Regions from separate parts of the Gossypium hirsutum genome. Here regions 2 and 3 are each linked to region 1. The links are chromatin contacts, called in public Hi-C maps. All regions are on one chromosome and are shown on one strand. Each heading gives the region's core, a stretch centred on a gene start, on an enhancer-like site or on the middle of the called end of the contact. The rest is flanking DNA. Distances are from core to core; before and after follow the strand shown.

Evidence for each region. A called contact is a pair of places that touch in the nucleus more often than the background predicts.
Region 2: a Hi-C map of leaf shows a contact between it and region 1, with 4 times the contacts expected there. The contact joins the promoter of LOC107922576 here to the promoter of LOC107920940 in region 1. A contact is called at or near these places in 8 of 34 Hi-C or Micro-C datasets (anther and leaf).
Region 3: a Hi-C map of leaf shows a contact between it and region 1, with 2.5 times the contacts expected there. The contact joins the promoter of LOC107921219 here to the promoter of LOC107920940 in region 1. A contact is called at or near these places in 2 of 34 Hi-C or Micro-C datasets (both in leaf).

The regions. Positions count from the first base shown.
Region 1 is chrD01:55,534,141-55,536,654 of Gossypium_hirsutum_v2.1, reverse strand. It overlaps LOC107920940 (probable BOI-related E3 ubiquitin-protein ligase 3), which reads right to left and starts at 1,257. Exons shown (of 2, transcript XM_016850773.2): 1 at 633-1,257; 2 at 1-547. The coding sequence starts at 905.
Region 2 is chrD01:55,690,364-55,692,877 of Gossypium_hirsutum_v2.1, reverse strand. It overlaps LOC107922576, which reads left to right and starts at 1,256. Exons shown (of 2, transcript XM_016852666.2): 1 at 1,256-1,553; 2 at 1,634-2,145. The coding sequence starts at 1,332. The coding sequence ends at 1,963.
Region 3 is chrD01:55,664,654-55,667,167 of Gossypium_hirsutum_v2.1, reverse strand. It overlaps LOC107921219 (glycerate dehydrogenase), which reads right to left and starts at 1,254. Exons shown (of 13, transcript XM_016851098.2): 1 at 786-1,254; 2 at 594-677; 3 at 344-484. The coding sequence starts at 908.

The sequences.
Region 1 (2,514 bases), core at 8-2,507:
AAGCTTTCTTTGGTGTTCTACAAACGGGACAAGAATCAAGAAAAGTTGCACAATCCTTACACGAACAAAGGTGTCGGCAAGGAAGGAACAACACTGACGAATTTCGACAATAACAACATTTGCAAACCATTGTGGTTTTTTCTTGTTGTTCTTCTTGTCTTTGACTGCTGCTATCAACCGCCGCGAAACCTCCGTTTCCCTTTGTTTCCATAATCCCTTCGTTGTTGTCTTCGCATTCACAGCAAGACTCTGCGTCATCGACACCATTGTTAAAACGACAAGAAGCTTGTTCCTCCCGTACTTGTTCAAGCCTGTTGTTTAAAGACACAACCATAGCTTCATTCTCTTGCGCCACCCTTTGCCATGCTTGATTCTCCATCTCCAATTTCTTCAACATATTCTGAAGTTCCATTGTTTTGTTCCTCGCTTTAACAATCTCTTCATCTTTTTGTCTAAGCAAAAAAGAGGCCTTTGATTCTATCTTCTTCACTAATACTTCATATTGTTGTTTCCTTTGCTCTTGCAGTAACAATCTCAGCCTCTCATTCTGCACAAAATCAAAAAAAAAAATTAAAGATCCAATTGGAAAGAAATGAAAAACTTGGATTTTTTTTTTGTGATTTTGTACTAACCTGTGATTTGATAAACTGATCAATCTCGTATCTTTGCTTCTCAAACATGATTGATTCACGATTGTTGTTAGTGCTACCAAAGGAAAAGGTTTGGTCCCTTTGGTGCTGGTTTTGAAGGTGTTGAAACTGTTGCAGTTGTTGAAGCTGTGATGATATCTGTTGATTGACACCAGCAGCAGCACCAACAAGTCCACAACCATTATCGATCAAATCCAAAGAACCGCACATTGGGAACCCAATATTATCAGAATACAACTGCGCTTGTATAGCCATTATTTATCCTTCTTCAACCACCAAACAAGAACGAAAACAAAAACCAAACAAAAAGACCCACAATTTTTAGCCTGAAGTCTTTGTTTTACCATAAATCAGCTCAAAAAATGGGTTGGGGGGGGAGGGATTCTAGTTTGGATCAAAGAAACCCTCGATAACGACAAACGTAAACAAAAAAGAGGTAAAGGGTGTTGGTGTATATTTATAGGAGATGGAGAGAAGGGTGAGGTCAGAATACTGATATAATATTAAAGAATGGGGTGGATTTGGATTGTATTGAGGTAACTGAAAAAGCTTGAAAAGGAAGGGAGAGAGAGGGCATAGGATACTATTATTTTGTGCCATATTTTTCTCAAATGAAAAATCCTAGAAAAAGGCAGCATTAAAGAGAGGCTAATGCCACGTATGGGACGCGCTAAGCATCGACGTTCACATGCAGATTTTGTGACTAAACTATCGGCCTATTGAGTCAGAGATTTCTAAAGAGGGGGCCAGCCTTTTCATTTAGATTTTTGGTTTTATTCTAATTTCAGTCCCTCTATTGTGTTAAATCTTTTCGATTTAATAGGTCCAAATTGATTTCATAAATCCATTATTGACATCGGAGAAGGAAAAGAAAAACAGAAATGTGTGTGAGTTGAGTGATTTGGAAAGCCAGAATAATAACAGTAATTCTCATCAATTTATTTATTTTCTTGTCTACAATTTTGGGAATGTAAATCACTCATTTCTCTCTTATTTTGGGGATTTATAATTTTTTATGGATTTTCATTAAAATAAAATAACTAATTTTGGAATCCATAATTGAATTTGGGAAGTCAGCATTTATTTAGCAAATATCTGCAATGAATGAGGAAATTGTGAATAATATAAAATCTTTGAAATTTTAGTAACAGCCACCATTCATCCAAGATTACATACCTCTGGAATTTCAACTTCACTAAACTGACCTTTGACTTTTTATATTTTTCATTTTCTAATTATCCTTTTTTCAATAATTACATTGTATTTTCATGCTTCTGTATAATCTTTTTATTATGTTAGCTAATGTTTAAATTTTTTAATAATAGTTTAATGGTGCAAAAAGTCTTCAAATTTTTTCAAAAAAAATAATTAATTCTCTGCTCTTTTTTTTTCACTTATTTGGGTATTTGAACTCTCAAAATGCACCAAAAAAAGCACTTAATGCTTTTCAAAAAAAGCAATTAAGCTCCTACTTTTTTTTGCACTCACTTGGGTACTTCAACTTTCAAAATATATCAAAAAGACTATCAAATATTTTCAAAAAAAAAATAATTAAACCCCTGCTTTTATTAAAAATTAGAAGAAAAACTTATAAAATTTAAAATCAATAAAATCTATAAATAATATTAAATTTTAATAAAAAATCAAATATAAAAATCATAAAAAAATATATACAAAAAATTGTAAAATTTTATAAAAATAGTAAAAAAAGTATAAAATATACAGAAATATAAAAAAATTATAAAATTTTATAAGTTGTAAGAAAATTATACAAAATGTAAAAGAAATATAAATTTCATAAAAAAAATTATAAAAATATCGTACCAAAAGAAGCATTTTATAATTTTTCTAAAAAATTTATTGA
Region 2 (2,514 bases), core at 7-2,506, 160 kb before region 1:
CAAAAGCAAGTCTCTGATAATTGTATGTATACAACATATAACATATATAATCATAATCATAAAATAAATAATAATTTTTAAAAGGCTTGTGAAAATCTGACCCAAATACTCTGTTTTGGCAATGAGTTTATAATTTATTGTTTTCAGAACATGACTACTGAATACTGATATCCTGTTTTATTGTATAAATTTTTCTGATGGAAGCTGCCATTTTTGTTTTATTGATGAAAAAAGAAAGAAGAATAAAAAAATAAAAGGTGATATAAGCCAAAAGCTCTGTGTTTTCATGTTGTCTTCTTCATTCACCTTTTTTTTTTATTTTTTGTATATAATAAAATTATGAGTTGTTAGTTTATTATCTTCCACATTCGGTTGATTTTTAAATCGAATTTATGATTTTTTTTTAAAAAAATTTAGTTTTAGAGATTTGACAAATCTTGAACAATAAGAATATATACGGCATTCTTTTGGGTGATTGAAATGTATAGATTTTGTTTTAACCATGTTGTGAATAGCTTCACAAACGTAATTAAAAAAATGATCATATGTCTATCGCATGTTAGATTTTCAATTATCACTTTTGAAGTTTTTAAACTCTATTATATTTAATTATATATTTCATTGTTTTTCATAAATATTATGAACTCACATTTGCTTCAATTATTTTTTTACAACGGCAGGAAGTAGAGGTTACTTGGGTTTGAACTCAATTTTGGTGTTGCACTAGAACACTAGTCTTTTCAAATGGCCATTGAAAGCTTTAAAAGATAAGGTTTAAATATGGCCAAATTTTGCTACTAATTTATCTACTTGGATTTTGTCTATGTATTTTTTATTTTTTATTTTTTATTCAAAATTTTTATTATCATTTTTTATCAAATTTTTTCTATTAAGTGAGAGTAGCTTAATTAGCATGTTAAGAAGCACTAATGGTATTAATTATTTCACTTAAATTTTATTTATTGTAAATACTAAATCCCTAATTTTATTGTAACCTTTAAATTTGTTGATGGTGTTGTTAAAGAAATGGAGGGAGAGAACATTTGGGCCTAAAAGAGGAAAGAAAAGTAATGAAATTAGAAAACCCAACATTTCACGAAGGTCCAATCCACCATTAGGTGTTAGCCTCTGGCTTCTCTTCAATTAAGGTCACCTTGTAAGGAATATCGTAAGTTCCAAGCTAGGTTTAGGGTTAACTTTTTATTCCCTTTTAACTTTATTCACATATATATATGTAATAACAAACGCACTGTCCAGTTCGAAACGCTGTGATATTCCATTTTGTGTTTATTCTTTGAATAGAGGGTTCTTTGGAGAGTGATATCTCAGTGATGGATGCAGAAAAGAAGACTTGGTTTTGGCTCGACCGAACCTTGTTAATGTGTTTGCTTTACTTTGCTGTAGATGGTAATAAACAGCACTTTATTGCCACGCTCGTCGCATTGATATTGCATGATTTCGTAGTTTACATGGTCAAGCTCCTTCTCCAGGATATTTATGCTCTTTTCTCCACTCTGTTACACAACTTGAAGTTAAGATCTTTAAACAAAAGCGTAAGTGCCTTATTATTATTATCATTATGGTGGATTGAATTTGCATGCATGATCTGATATTCCTGAATGTATTGTTTCAGGGTACCATTGAGGGAGGAAATTACAACAGCATGAGAGAAAAGGAGGAAGTAGAAATAAGGACAACAGCGAAGAAGAATGAAAAAGAAGGTGAAGAGGGAAGCATGCAGGTGCAAGTTGCATGTGAGACTTGCAGGATGTTCAAAGAGGAAGAAGCAATGAAAGCCAAAGGGAAATACAAGGATAAGTACAAGAAAAAGTTGCTGCAAAAGGAGGAGAATTTTGATAGAGTTAAAAGCACTTTGAAAGAAAAATATAATGAAGATAGAGACAAGTGGGAAGAAGAGAGAAAGTTGCTCAAGATAAAGTATGAAGAGATGCGATGGACATAAACCAAACAAAAAACCCTTTAATTACTTAGTTATTAATGTTTATTGATAGATGATGTCCTAAGAGGGCATATTAACTAATAATACCAGTTCTGATGCTTTTTAAATTTATGGGGTATATTGAGATATCAATGTTTATTCCTGTTTTGAACAATGTTGAAGAAAAACATGCAAGTTTAATGTTACTTGAGAGAGGATATTCTTAAGCACTCTTCAAAGCTTTTACTCAAGAGAGGATTACTCACAACTGCAAAATCATATCATCAAATGAAAACTCTATCAAGCATGTTTGCAAGACTTACATTAAAACCAAGATACTTGAAAACATGGGGAGGATTAGATTTAGCTGCTATTAATTTCATAACTTTTTATACATGCAAGTACAATATTGTAAATCCAACCAATGAAACACTGTAAAACCATTTGAAGTTACAGATTAGGGCCAGTAGGTCCCATGAGAGGTAAATTTACTTATCTTTCAATCTGGAGCTAGTTTAGCATTGTAAGGTCCTTTTGGAAAACACCGATCAGTCATTTTCTTGGTTGAAAAGCAC
Region 3 (2,514 bases), core at 5-2,504, 130 kb before region 1:
CTTATCCATGTTATGGAAACATACCCAAATATGATTAAACTATCCTATTAAAAAGCTTCAAAGGTGAAAGGGTAAAACTAGGGATTTAAATTGCGGTCGCGGTCGCGTTTTCGGTTGCATTGCGTTTATCGCGGTTGCGGACATAACGGATGCTATTGCGGTCATTGCAGGTATCGCGGTCGTGAATTTTACATTACTTATTGTGTATTGCGGGTATAGCGGGTTTCGGCAGTAGCGGTTTCGGACGGTGCCGCTACCGCTATATAACGGCCGCTATTTCGGTAACGGACCGCTATTTAAATCCGTAAAACTATTTGCAACTAAGTGGGAAAGTGAAACTTACAGGAGTGTTACCAACAGCAACACCATACTTGTTGGCAGCATTAACATCAACATTGTTGTAACCAACAGCCATGTTACTAAATGCTTTGCCTCCTGCTCTGCTTAAAGCTGCAAATAAAGTCTCCCCCCAGTCTTCAGTCAACTGTAACACAAATTCATAACATAAAAAACTCACAAAAAAAAATGGAAACAAAAAAGAACTCATATTTTTATTTTCTAACTGAAACAAATAATCGCAAGAAGAAAATCACCTGTCCAATCACCCCATCGCACTTATTGCCAATCAAAGAAATGATATCCTCAACGGACAAAATCGTTTTCTTCTCAGTACATATCTGAACAGGATGATGAAAAAAAAAACTTCTTTAAAAACTGGGATTTAACAGAAGAAGAGGAGAACGAAAACAGAGGATTTAGAGAAGTGAAAAAAACATATAATTTACTTCGACACGGCAATCTTGCTCGATTAAGAGGTTGATCCATCGAGTTCCAGGCATAGGTTTGGTGCTAATAACTCTGTATTTCCCATTTGGGTTCCACACTTCAATGGAAACTGGTTTTGCCATTGAAACTTGTCACTGAAAAACAGAGCAGAAAACTGAGCTTTTTAAATTTCAGTTACTCTGTTTCTTGCTTTTTATAGCAATGCTTTGGTGTGGTAAAGAACACTGCTTTACAGTGGCCTGTAATATCGCTACCAAAGACTCGAGTTGTAAGCAGTTCGATGTGCTTTTTAGTAAAGTTTTGACCTTATGATTATCGAATATTAAAATTGAAAATTTTGATAAAATCATTGTATATGGTTGATGTTGGTTGAGAATGATGAGGAACAGGATAGCAGTGTCTGTTCCGTAGAACATGTGATTTTGACCCATTTGGATAGAGGGGTGGAGAGGGTTGAGGGCTGTGGTGAGTTTGGGATGATGCTTGGGTTTTGTGGTATAAGTTAACTGATGACATGTCTTTTGTTCATAGATGACACGTAAGAGAAGCCTTTATCCTTTTTCTCAAATTACGGAAATATCCTTTAATTTAGTGGACAAAATTTGAGATGACAAAAGATACTAGAATGAAAGTAAGAAACTTGATTGGATTTCAATATATTTTGGTGTTATTTTTATTAATTTTAGATTTTCTTTTCTGGAAATTTGATATAAAAATTTATTTTTATTTTTATTTTGGTTGAAATAAATGTTCATTTATACATTTAAATTTTTACTCAATTTAATACTTTTATCTCTTAAACTAATTTTATCTCTTTAAAATTTTCTTAATGATTACAATTGTTAAAAGAATCTTCTATATTTTTCTATAAAATTAAAGCTGAAACATTAACAAAATTTGGCTATGATCAAGATTTTCAAAATTGGATTGATGATTAAATACGTTAGATCATTAATTCTCGAGTCGAACGGTTCATACAATTTAATTAAATAAATTATTTTAAAAAATAAAAATAGAGAAAAAACTATTTGACCGTCGATTCAATTAGTTCTACCAATTGATTCAATCGATCCGATCGACTAATAGGATCTAATTCCAATAGTTGTGGTAGTAAGGCTTGCTTTCGAGCTGATCGCTACTCACCACCCACTTTCATTGTCTATCTTTTGCCTTGATGCCTCTCTTTTTTTTCCCTTATCTTTTTTCACCTTTTTCTTTCTTTTATTTTCAATTCCACATCGTTAACTTTGATTTTGTAACATTTTGATTTAACAACATTTAAGAATTCTTTTATGTTCGATTCCAAATCATTAACTTTGATTTTGTAATATTTTGATATAACAACTGTTAGAATTAAAAGACCCAAATTCTTATTTAAATAAAATACAGTGGTAAAATAAAATAAAAGTAAAATCCCTATAGAACTATACTTCTTTTATTTTATTTTAGAATAAGGTTTTTTAAACCTTATTAAACTCCATCTATTCGATATTGATTAGAATAAGGTGTTTCAATCTTACTACACTCCTATTAGAATATGGTTTTACAAGCCTATAAATAGACATAGTCTACTCCTCTTGTAATTATTTGAATTCGACATAGTGAATTATCTTCTCCTCTGCCCGTGGTTTTTTCCCTGAAAGGGTTTCCACGTAAAATATGTGTGTTCTTTATTTTTATCTCTCTTTTTCTTTGCGATAAATTGTCATTATCGACGTTCTATTTTTT